Linked DNA regions of Zea mays: region 1 is linked to region 2. Evidence: chromatin contacts called from public Hi-C data. All regions are on one chromosome and are shown on one strand. Each heading gives the region's core, a stretch centred on a gene start, on an enhancer-like site or on the middle of the called end of the contact. The rest is flanking DNA. Distances are from core to core; before and after follow the strand shown.

Region 1 (6,010 bases), core at 439-2,938, 300 kb after region 2:
GGTGGCGAGTTTGAGTCTGAGTCCCCCTGGTGCACCGGACATGTCAGGTGGCACACCGGACAGTCCGGTGCGCCAGATCAGGGGTGCCTTCGGTTGCCCTTTTGCTCCTTTGTTGAATCCAAAACTTGGTCTTTTTATTGGCTGAGTGTGAACCTTTTACACCTGTATATTCTATACACTTGGGCAAGCTAGTTAGTCCAATTATTTGTGTTGGGCAATTCAACCACCAAAATTAATTAGGGACTAGGTGTAAGCCTAATTCCCTTTCACTTTTCTTCTTCTTTCTTTCTCGTTTCCAACTCAATTCTAATCAAGGCAAGAGACACCAATTGTGTGGTGGTCCTTGTGGGGACTTAGTGTCCCGATTGATTGAGAAGAGAAGCTCACTCGGTCTAGGTGACCGTGTGAGAGAGGGAAAAGGGTTGAAAGAGACCCGGTCTTTGTGACCACCTCAACGGGGAGTAGGTTTGCAAGAATCGAACCTCGGTAAAACAAATCACCGTGCCATCCGCCTTATTTGCTTGTGATTTGTTTTCGCCCTCTCTTTCGGACTTGATTATATTTCTAACGCTAACCTCGGCTTGTAGTTGTGCTCAAACTTTATAAATTTCAGATTTTCCTATTCACCCCCTCCCTCTAGGCGACTTTCACTACGCCGCGGACCGTCCGCGTCTACGCAGAAAGCACTGCCAGATGGTTCGTTTCAGTGTTTGGCGTTCAGATCGGCACCAACAGAAACATTGTTAAATATATTTTTATAATAAGGTTATTTATAAAGATATAAATATTAGTAATATTTTTTATAAATATAGTGAAACCTAATTAAGTTTTACTAGGACGAAGTGACGGACGGAGGGGGTATATATATAATATACGTATAGGTGCATGGTTCATGCATGCAAGTAATAATGTATATGACTCGGAATCCAAAGTGGGCAGCTACTTTTGTTCGGTCAAGATCAAGAGAATGAAAGCATGTACTAAAAATAACAGAGAAAAAGAAAGGTAGCGTAACGAGGGACTGAGGGAGCGCAGGCGTACTTGGAGAATCGGATGTACGTGTACGTGTGCGCTGTCCATAGACACGTACGCGAACTAGGCAGCAGTCTAGCAGCGGTACAAATAAGCGCGGCAGTGTCACTCACCTCACTGCTAGTGTGCTAGCTAGCTGCTACATACATTGTCACCTTAATTTCTATCAAGAAAATAGCTCGTCCCCGTCGTGCTAGCTAGGTTCGTTCCACGACCGGACGTACCCACAAAGGCGCGCCTGGTGATCCTAGCTAAAAAAAAGAGGCACGCCGCCGTACGTGTGCACTGGCCACTGTTCGGGGGTGCGACAAGCAGTCCCTGGTCCAGGCGCCGCCGAATGGTCTCGGCCAGCCGCCAGCCGGCCAATGGGACGAGATCGAGAGAAATGCACGCGCGGAGCCAGCAGACAGCAGCTAGCTAGCTCGGGGCCTAGCGCGTTTTGTTCGTCTACCGATCCCCAAAGCTACTAGCGGGCGGTGTAGGTAGCTAGGCGTCTTTGCCGGCCGGAGGCGGGCGCACATGGCCGCGGCCGGCGCCGGGCCGGGATGCCAAAAATGGCGGTGCCGTAGGCTTTTTTTAGGGGGTAGTGGGCGGGCAGGGGGGCTCCGAGGGCGCGGATCCGGCCGAGATCGTGCCGGCCCGCGTCGTCCTGCTGTCCGCCTGTGCGTGTCAGCGCGGGGTTGGCCGCGCGCCGACGCCGTCCGACCAGGGCCAAGATTAGTGCCGGTTTTCGCCGGTGCGTTGTTTCTTCACTGCCTCACCGGCATATATACATGGAAACAAAAGTTGATTAAGGAAAGAGAGAGAGGGAACAAGAGTACAAGACCAGTCGACCAAGCTTAAAATCTACTACTACTAGGTTAAAAGGCAGGCGAGCGAGCAGGCAGGAAAGGACCCGATCCGATCCTATGATTGATGGTATTATCGGTCGACCTTTAGCTAGCACTGGATCGGGCTTTTGCTGATCAAATCACCTTGGTCCAAAGAGTCGATCGTGGAGCACACGGACAGCGACGGCGACAGCGACCACTGCTGTCGTCCCTGAGTAATCCTTCGTCAATAAGTAAAGGACACAGAAAGACTGAGAAAGACGAATTTAATTTCATTTAGTTTTGTATCTAGCTGCAGCACTCACAAAGATCGTAGACATTCCGAAAGAGTACACATGTTAATCGGTGGCTACATATAATTAAGGGGGAGTCTTATGTGTGTTTGGTTAACAATTAGACAGAGGTATTTGGAACCTCTACTGCTAATTTTAGCAACTAACTTTTAGCTATAAAGATTTCAAACTGAGCCTAAACACGCAACCCTGGGTGAAAACGCAACACGATGGCAAAACACAACATAAGACGAGTCCTATAATTATTTGACCTTTTTTATGAAATAGGACCTCTATTGGGGTAGTTTTCAATGTTAAAGTTCTATATTTTAAAATACACTCCGTGTGGAATTCTGTCTAACCCTCTCAAGAAAAAATAGTGAAACCTAAAAAAACAAGCTCTAAGCAGATCTTATATCACATCCCTTATTTCAAACTTCTATGTCAAATGTCAAATAGTCCGAATCACCTAACAGAGATGTTTTATATTGCACGTATCCAAGCCCTTAAACCATCTTCATAACCACACAGACACAATAATCTCTAACCCCAACCAAAAAAACTTGATCATCTCAACAATCATTCATCACCACACAGTAACATAAATCAAGCGTGTGCTCGAATAAGAAACAAAACTTTCCCAAACCAGCATAGCGCAACCGCACTAAGGATCGACGCATGGCCACGCTGCTCACATTGTACTGGATCATTCCTGTAATTATTTTAGCTTTCCAGTGGTATCTGTACTTTTGCTTTCTTTCCCCGCTTCCATGATTTCCTATTGGCGGCACAAGGAGCGCCTTTTTTCCAACTTGGGCACAAGGTACGCAATCCGGACGAACATTAGCAAGTGGTATGAGCAGTATGTATACAAAATTTGCCAGTTGCAGAGTCGTACATTCTCTCTATTTAAAACTCTCTTCTATATACAACAGCAATCAATGAATTGCAAATACAGGCAAAAAAATATAAAAAACAAGAGCATAAATAACCAAATCCGGAACCTGAATACAGGCAGGCACTCATAACCGTACAGGGCTCCAAAGCAAGCACAACTATGTATCTCAAAGAGAAACCAAGCTCACCATATAATCAATCATGCGCCAACCTGACAACTCCGCTCGCCCTTGCCAATGTGCAATGCAAGCACTCCCATCTGGCCTGATCCATGTGACCAGATCCTCAGAAAATGGCAATCGTCGACAAAACCAAAACAAAATCAAGCAGAACAAGGAACCAAAGAAAAGCTGGTCCTCCAAGGTCATCTTCTACTCGCAAATGAAGCCAGCGCGTTTGCATGGGCTGGTGGAAGGGCACTCAGTATTGGCTGCATTTGCTGGCCATAGACAGATATCAAGTGAGAAATAGCCTTGCCAATATTTGTTTTCACTTCATCGCTCTCATCTGGGGATACCACCACTTGGGCAAAGACATGTATGACGTCAGGCACCAGAGGGAGGATCTGCAACACAAAAAGAGTTAGGTCTGGCAAATGAATATAGACCGATAATGGACATCTGGTTCAAGAATCACCTGGGGATGTGATGATAATAATAAACCGCAGACGCAACCATAGACAGTCATTGATTCTTCATGATCTTCTTTTAGTGGCAAAGCTTTGATAAAAACTGGAAGAACCTATAAGAATGAATCAAACATTTATTACACGCTTACACTCTTGAATCTGAAACATGAAGCTGTCCAAACATACTAACTGCAATGTTGTTCAAACCTGGTTGAGAGGAATCGACTGAGGCTGCACCATTATCATCCTAGCAATAGCACCAGCAGCGTTATCTCTTACTGCATCATCTGATTCTGAGTTACTAAACAAATTATGCAGAGAACGAAGTATATCACCATAGTATCTGCATAAAGACGAACAAGAACTAGTGAGTGACAAAATTACAGGACCAGATGTTACTCTTTATTTTTAGTTATGTAATGAAGACATTGAGAACTAATCCATCTGCTGCCTATAAAATGGAACAGCACCAAATGTCTCATGATTCTTAGCTGCCCCATCCAACACTTCAGAATTCTAGGCACTTTAAACTCAGTAGTAGTGTTCAAATTTATTAACAAATCTCATGGCAGGCTATTCACTAGAGAGAGAAAATGGTTTGCTTTTTTGGTCATTTTGAGAACAATTCTGAAAGAACATCAAGGTCCAGATGGTCATGGTTACTTCTAGGGTCCAGCAAAGAAAGAGAACCCGAACAGCATATGAGTTTTGAAGTTGATGCTATGGCAATTGAGAAGTATAAGAAAAGAATATGGTTCTAATTAAACTGCTCTCAATTGCTGACATATATTAATCTAATATATGGAATATGGATAAAGTGAGCATAACACATCCTTTCCCCTTGTATGTATATAAGAAGATTGTTGCATTTGAGAAATTAAATTAGTAAAATGCAATTCATTACTTCATCAGCTAGCTTTTCTGAATATAAAGAAAACTTTAAAATACTAGTTTTTTCTCAAATGGTGCATGAAAGATGTGTGCCATTCCATCAAGAGTAAGCATTTAACAGTTTTTTATTAGTGCAGCATATATCTTTTTATTGCTAATGCATATATAAACTAAATACTACTTTCTTGCATCATCAAATATGATTATTCTAGAAAAAAATACATACTTCAGTGCTGCAGCACCCCCATTCTTGCATATCTCGCCAGCACAGAAAGCAGCATTTCTCCTATTAGTAGCATCAGATGATGCAAGCTCTTTCAACACCAAAGGCATTATCTTCTGAAGAACCCAAATGAAACAGTATGAAGGGGCCGCTGAAATGATTAAAATTCATAGACATTCAAAAATGCAGACATACATCAACATAAGCAGATATTGGAGCACCCATTTCCTGAGCAACCTCAGCTAAGGTTGCAACAACCATAGTCTTATCTTGGGGAGGATGGGGAGATTTCTGCATTTATTCCAGGAAGTAGTTTCAAAAGCAAAACACAAGACAACCATGTGTTTAAAAAATATAGAACTTTTATTGAATTAATTAACCAATAGGTGTCGAGCAAACAGGACTATGGAATATGTGCAAAGAGATAGGGTAAGAGGGTAACATACAGCAAATTTCATCAACGGATCAAATAATTTTGCAAATATGGGATCAAAATAAGATCCCATCACTTTTGCAAAAGCAGGCAAAAGATCTGAAACTGCATCCATGAGGACTTCATCATGGTCAATGTCGCCATCATCCTCACCATCTGACTCTACTTGCTGACAGCTTGATTCTTGGCGTAAAAGGACCAGTGTTACCTCAGCAAGCCTCAGCATGTCTGAAAGAAAGCACAGAAGGGACAGTCTTTAACAAGACATAGTATTTTCAGACAAACCAGTACTGGACAGGCACAGCTTACAAGGCTCAATTGCAGCAAAACCACAGTCCTTCACAATGTCTGCTACACTCATGCAAGCTTGTGCAACTACCTCTTTATCGTCATCCTCTGTCATAGTCTTGATGTAGATGTTCAGAACAGTATCTGGAATAAATGTAGCATGGTTATTTGCTATCAAACAGGCCAAATGAACTTAAAATGTGGTATATCAGGCATTTACCAAGGACATCCTTCTGTTTCTCTAGTACATCCTGTGTGGTACAAAAGAAAACATATTTTCATCAAAACAAATCTTTAAATCGCCAGAAGGTACAAAGGAAGTAGCATATGATTATTAGCACAACGAAATACTCACAGCATGTGCAGGAGGTATTGCCCTAACTGCAGTTAGAATATCTGCAAGAAGGGTTAACGATGTAATTACTAACAAAACCATAAAATCACATTTTACGAAACATTATAGAAACAAATATACATTATACTAGTGATAAATTATGAAGTACAGATTATTCAAAT
Region 2 (5,814 bases), core at 2,567-5,066:
GTGGGGTCCGAGGGCCATCATTTGAGCTATGCCGACCCCTGGCCTTCGTAGCCTAAGGCTCGGTGCGGCTCGTCGTGTTGCACCCTGGCAACGGTCTGTGGTCTGTGCTCAGGCCTAGTCCGATAGGTCATGAGTGCTCCGCAGTCCGAGAGATTCGTAGGTCATGAGTGCTCTGTGGCCTGAGGGGTTTATCGATCATGAGTGTGGATATGGTGGATGAAGCGAGGAAGCTAAGAAGAAATTGAGGGGACAGTGGAGTGGAGACGTGTGACAGGGCATGGGGTGATGTCCCTATGGAGCTGACCTGTTGTGCTCCATCGGTGTAACTGTGTCGTGCTGGACAGACAGAGCATGCTTGGAGTAAGGTTTACCATATTGTTTTCTAGCCATTTCTCAGTGATCAGTGAATTTTCGCTAAATTTTGCTATTCCCGAGTGGTTTGTGTTTTCTGTGATATCCTGGCCCCTAGGATGGGATATCCTAGCCCAAGGCTTAATAGAATTAATAGAGTATTCATACCAATAAGGTGTATTTTTTCGGAAGCCTATCTCGAAAGAACCTCCAAGTTAAGCGTGCTTGGCTTAGAGCAATTTGGGATGAGTAACCGATCGGGAAGTTTTCTCGGGTACGCATGAGTGAGGACAAAGTGCACACAAAAGACTCGTGTTGGTCTGTGGGGACAATACATTATCCTAGAGAGCTGCCAGAAGTAAGTACCGCCGGTCCAGGGATTGGACGGGGTGTTACATTTTCAAATTTGAAAAACCGTTTTCACTAATCTCGAGTGATTTTCAGTGATTTACCACCAGGAAATGAAGATTAGCTTATAAAAATTTATTCTTATACCAATTCATAAGATTTTGAATAAAAATATATTTTTAAACTCCTGGGAACCTCTAGTTTTTAATACAATTTGTTTATTTTTTTATGAATTTTTAAAATTTAAAAAAAAATTCAAGCAAAAAAATTCGAAATTATTCGTCATGAACCAATTCTGTCGTGCATGGGCAGAAAAGGTGGTAGTTACCGACTTACCGCTGAATCTGAGCGAGGTTTTAGCTTGCTCGGTGTTATTAGAATCCATATGAATTGGAGGGAATTATGTGGATTTTAATACATACCAAGTCAAAAAATTTCATAATCTCGCGTAGTGCCTAACATGGACTCAGGCACACACAGATCAGCCGGACCAGAGCAGTTAATGGGCCGCGGCCCGTCTGGTACGGTCCATTTGGAACTTTATAGCCGTCGTTATAGGCCATAGCTCGGGCTACTCATGAATCAAGCACGGAGGCCCTCTTACGCACCACATCCTTCGTGAAGTTCTTCTCCAAGGCGCACTTGGCGGAGGTGTCAATGTGTCATTGTCCACAGTCTACGTCGAACAGCTGGGGGAGCGTTCTGCACCGACCGCAGTGGTGTGAGCTGCCGAAGGCAACTCTGCTACCGACTGAGTGGTCGGGGCACGGTGGTGGTATCCGCAGCTCCAAGTTGGCACGCTAGGACGACGTCTGACAGATGTCGACCGCCGAGACCTCATCCATCCTCCAACCAGGGCCGTTCCTGTGGGGGTGCCGAAGGTGCTGCCGCACCGGGCCCCCAAAATCAGAGGGCCCTAGGCACTAGACGCTAGCACTTTTTCTTATTAAACCTATCTATTCTAGACAAAATACGCAATGAACGATGTGCTATCAATCAATCTTGTTTGGATTGTTAAACTAATGTCTCAATGGCTTATCGAATACTCCATTCGTTTCAAAATAGTATTTATTTTAGCTCTTGATTTTTATATTTATATTCAACTAGATGATGATAAATCCACTAAAGAAGCAAAACGAATTTTATTTTGATATATAGAGAGTATTATTTACTATACACATGATGGTTGCATCGTCAAAGAGAAGCTTTTTAAAATTGAAATGTTTTTGTGGACTATTTATGGTCAATAATAACTTAAGAGAGGTTAAATGGCTTGGCGATTCTATATATCGAAAAAAGTTGTTGTATGAAATTGATCTCAACGATATAAGTGATGACTTCGTATCACAAAATGTTAGAAGATATTTTTAATGATATCAGATGAGAAGTAAGTGTTTTTGGCTATATTTTACATTTGTTATCTTAAAAACATCAAAAAAGTGCATAATAAATTTTATACGTCAAATATTCGATATAATTATATATATTTGTGTGTGGATGGGTCTACCATATCGAATTTCGCACTGGGCCCCTGAAAAGTCAGGAACGGCCCTGCCTCCAACTAGGTGGCTGCCGGAGCTGAAGCAGACGCCCAAGAGGTGTGGACGTGACGATTCGATAACTGTGAAAGAGGCTGCATGCGAACTCCTCCCGGCCCGTCGATCTCCCGTATCGCCTACATCAGCACCGATGCTCACTGCCGACTGGCGCACGGACAGTCGGCACAGACACAGCTTGCTGCCTGTTACCCCATCTCATTCCGGATTTGCACGTTTCTGATGAGGCCAACTTCACACATCCCATTTTGGCAAAGGGAAAGTACAGAGCGGGGCAAAAAGGAACTACAGTGTGGAGACTGTGGCCGGCCGTCCGTCCGAATGACTGCTAAGGATCGTCCGATCCTTTTAATTTCCCGTGATGATGCGTACTCACTCTACGCGAAAACATGAATACTCTGGACTGGACACTGTAGCACAGCGTCAGCAGCAGCGAGGGCGCGCCGACGTGCCAGCGCTACGAGCAGGAAGGCAGGGAGCAAGCCCAAACAGGGGCAGAGTGAATGCGGCCGAGCGGCGCCATGATGAGTTCCCGCCGGCCGTTTTTGCCTCTGCCGGCCACGGCCAGTCTCCCCCGCGCTCTGAAACTGCCAGGCGCGCGCTCGGCTGGGGCGCGTCGTCACCACCACGTCGCATGACGCGCGTGTGGCCCAAGGGTGCAGCCAGCGGCAACCTGAATCGTGTTCTGAACCCGCTTCGGTGGTCGTCGCGTGCTGCGTGCTGCGTGCAGTGCTTCCTCCGTCTCCGTCCGCTCCCGCTCCCCGGCCGGCCGGCCGGCCGCCAGGTGCGGGCGCAGTGCCGGCGTACGAACGCAATCACGAAGGCGCGGGGAAGGGACCGGGGACGCGATATCTGTCTGGGCCGGGGGTGCGGAACGAGGCTAGCTGCTCCACTTGTCGCCCGCTCCCCGCGCCTCGTTCGCCGGCCGGGCGCGCGGAGCGGAGCGGCACAGCAGCATGATGATCGTGTCGTCGACGACGCGCGTCGCGCGGCAGGGCGGTGCGCATCATGGCGCCGGCACGCAGGGGTCGGGCAGCTGGATCTCATGCAGCCATGCTCCGTCCCCATTCGCTCGCTTAGCTCCTCGCGACCTCGCTAGCTAACTGCCTAGAGCGCGCGCGCGCGGATCGGAGGAGGGAGCGCGGGCCTCGTAATCATGGGCCGAGATTTGAAACCACTTGATAACCGTGGCGCGGATGGATGAGTGGCGTCATTAGTGGCATTAGCCTGCCCTTTGGCGCGGATCCTGTCTTCCTCAATCCTGCGCCCACGCCGGATTAGAGTGACAAATCCGTCTACTCGTACTATAGTCTCTCTCTCTGTGTCTCTGCCGCTAGCTGCAGGCCGGCCGGGCGGCGAGGAGTGTATTCCAAGACACAATGATTGTGTCGCGCGGGGAGGCGTGGATTCGTAAAGTGGACGACGGGTGCTGGTTCTCGCTCGCTCGCTCGCTCTGCTGCATAACATGGGCCTTGACCGGCAGGCGTTCAGTCAGGCATCCACACATACACACACATGCATGGCACTAGTTCTTTCTTCTCTCCCGTAGTACGTCCTGGCCACCCTCCGTCGGGTCGAACGCGTCCCCTTTTTGGTCCCGTTCCAGGCCTGAATGCCTGATCGACCAGCTCCATTTACACGCCCTTTTCCCTCTCATGTCTCCGTTGCTCCAGCCTATAGTAATTATATTACCCTACTAGCCTTTGCCCCCACAGGGCCATCGAAAGGCGTGGCAGCCAAGTAATGGTATCGCAGGTCAGGTCGTCTGGAGGGCCACCGGCACCGGGAGCGAATTCAAGCGAGAGAACCACAAAAAAAAAAGCGAGGCCTTTTGCTCTATGTCTCTGTGTGATCACAGGCCAGGGGGAGGTCGCCATGATTCTTGCGAGGCCGGGCGAGATCATAAGCGAAAGACAAAAAGGCCGAAAGGCGCATCATGCTGCCACATGACACAACCCTATACAAAAGCTAGCCCTACCAGTACCAGGAGAAGCATCCGTCCATCTCGCTTCCACGCCAATTAAACGTAGTACTACGTTGTATACGTTGGAGCACGCCGCAACCTTATTCCCCTAGCCAGCAGCAGCTGCTAGCTAGCTCCTCTCCTCCAATCGGATCGACGGTCGATGGGTGGTCACGGCGACCACCACCGCCGCCGCCGCCAGGAAGTCGAAGTGCTCGTCCACGACGACGACGAGGATCTCGAGCACCAGTCCAGGGCCTGCGGTGGCGGTGCCACTAGCGGAGTAGTGGTGGAGCAAGGAGCAGGAGATGGCGGCGGTCAGGCGGCGAGCAGTAGCCTGGGAAGCGTGAGTGCAGCGACCATGGCGCCGCCGCAGATCTTCTGCTGGCCGCCACAGCACCACCACAACAGCAGCAACGACGTCGGCGGAGGCCAGCAGCCCCCGTTCTTCCCGCCTCTGCCGCCGCTCCCCCCGACACCGCCGCCCTTCTTCGCCGACTTGTACGCGCGGCGCGCGCTCCAGCTCGCGTACGATCACCACCATCCAGGCGGCGGCCCGTCCACGTCGTCGGACCCACTCGGCCTCTACATGGCGGGCGGCGGCTCCGGGATGATGATGATGCCCCCGCCCTTCGCGTCGTCGTTGCCGTTCGGGGACTTTGGCCGGATGACCGCGCAGGAGATCATGGACGCCAAGGCGCTGGCCGCGTCCAGGAGCCACAGCGAGGCCGAGCGCAGGCGCCGCGAGCGCATCAACGCGCACCTCGCGCGCCTCCGCAGCCTCCTGCCCAACACAACCAAGGTACTAATACTAATAATAATCGACGACATTACACACGCGCGGATCGAGTGATCTATTACTACGTACGAATGCAACTTGCTACGCGTGTGTACGTCTCCGCGTGCGCGCGCGCGAACTCCACTACTAGTGCTGCTAGCTATCTAGCTGCTGGCTCTCCATCCGATAGCACTACGTACACTAGCTAGCGCAGGTGTAGTGTAGGGCTGAGGTATGTAGTAGTACTAGGAGACATGGGGAGGGAGGGAGCCGCCTAGTTGACGCGGAAAAGAGAGACCGGGAAGGGAACAGAGAGCTCGCGATGCGGGAGGTTACTGCCGGCCTCTCCGAGTCCGAGGAGAGACAAACACGCGCGACCTCGTGTCAGTCTCGGACATGAACAGTGCCAGCAAAGATAAACAAAAGACTGCCCATCTCGAGAGATCCTCCGTCCGGGTTACCGCCCAAGCAACAGTCGCCCCCCAAGGATCCGAGCACCTGATCCTCTGCAGAACCTGCATCCCAAATAGGAGTATACTGTACAGTACTCCTCGTGCTGTACTGTTACTAGTTCTTTTAGTGCACCACAAACTGTACAGCTTAGTCAGTGTAGTAGTAGGCGCATGCGTTTGACCCCAGGTAGGTAGGCGCGATAGCAGAACATGTAGGTACAAAAGAATCGGAAGCATGCATACCCACGGCACGCATGGCCTCCTTTCGGCCGGCATCTGCATGCGTACACCGCATACTAATTCTCCTCTCATCATCATTCTGGCAACCACGTGCTGCGTGGTCTTTCTTTCTGTTTAGCTAGCGTT

Evidence for each region. Hi-C and Micro-C count contacts between places; a contact is called where the count stands out from the background.
Region 1: a contact with region 2 is called in a Hi-C map of tassel, with 3 times the contacts expected there. The contact joins the enhancer-like site here to the promoter of LOC103634024 in region 2. A contact is called at or near these places in 2 of 25 Hi-C or Micro-C datasets (leaf and tassel).

The regions. Positions count from the first base shown.
Region 1 is chr1:37,154,638-37,160,647 of Zm-B73-REFERENCE-NAM-5.0, forward strand. LOC100383753 reads right to left here. Exons shown (of 20, transcript NM_001362129.1): 12 at 5,850-5,890; 13 at 5,715-5,745; 14 at 5,516-5,638; 15 at 5,220-5,434; 16 at 4,969-5,064; 17 at 4,777-4,889; 18 at 3,867-4,002; 19 at 3,668-3,772; 20 at 3,023-3,596. The coding sequence ends at 3,396. Among protein-coding and RNA genes, the nearest start is that of LOC100383753, 14 kb to the right of the region's middle. Within about 2 kb of position 1,689, at least 20 of the 20 cell types and tissues checked have an H3K27ac peak or open chromatin away from gene starts, as enhancers often do. A contact at or near this core is called in leaf and tassel, where this site is marked.
Region 2 is chr1:36,856,966-36,862,779 of Zm-B73-REFERENCE-NAM-5.0, forward strand. LOC103634024 (transcription factor bHLH30) reads left to right here and starts at 3,817. Exons shown (of 2, transcript XM_008655660.3): 1 at 3,817-5,020. The coding sequence starts at 4,382.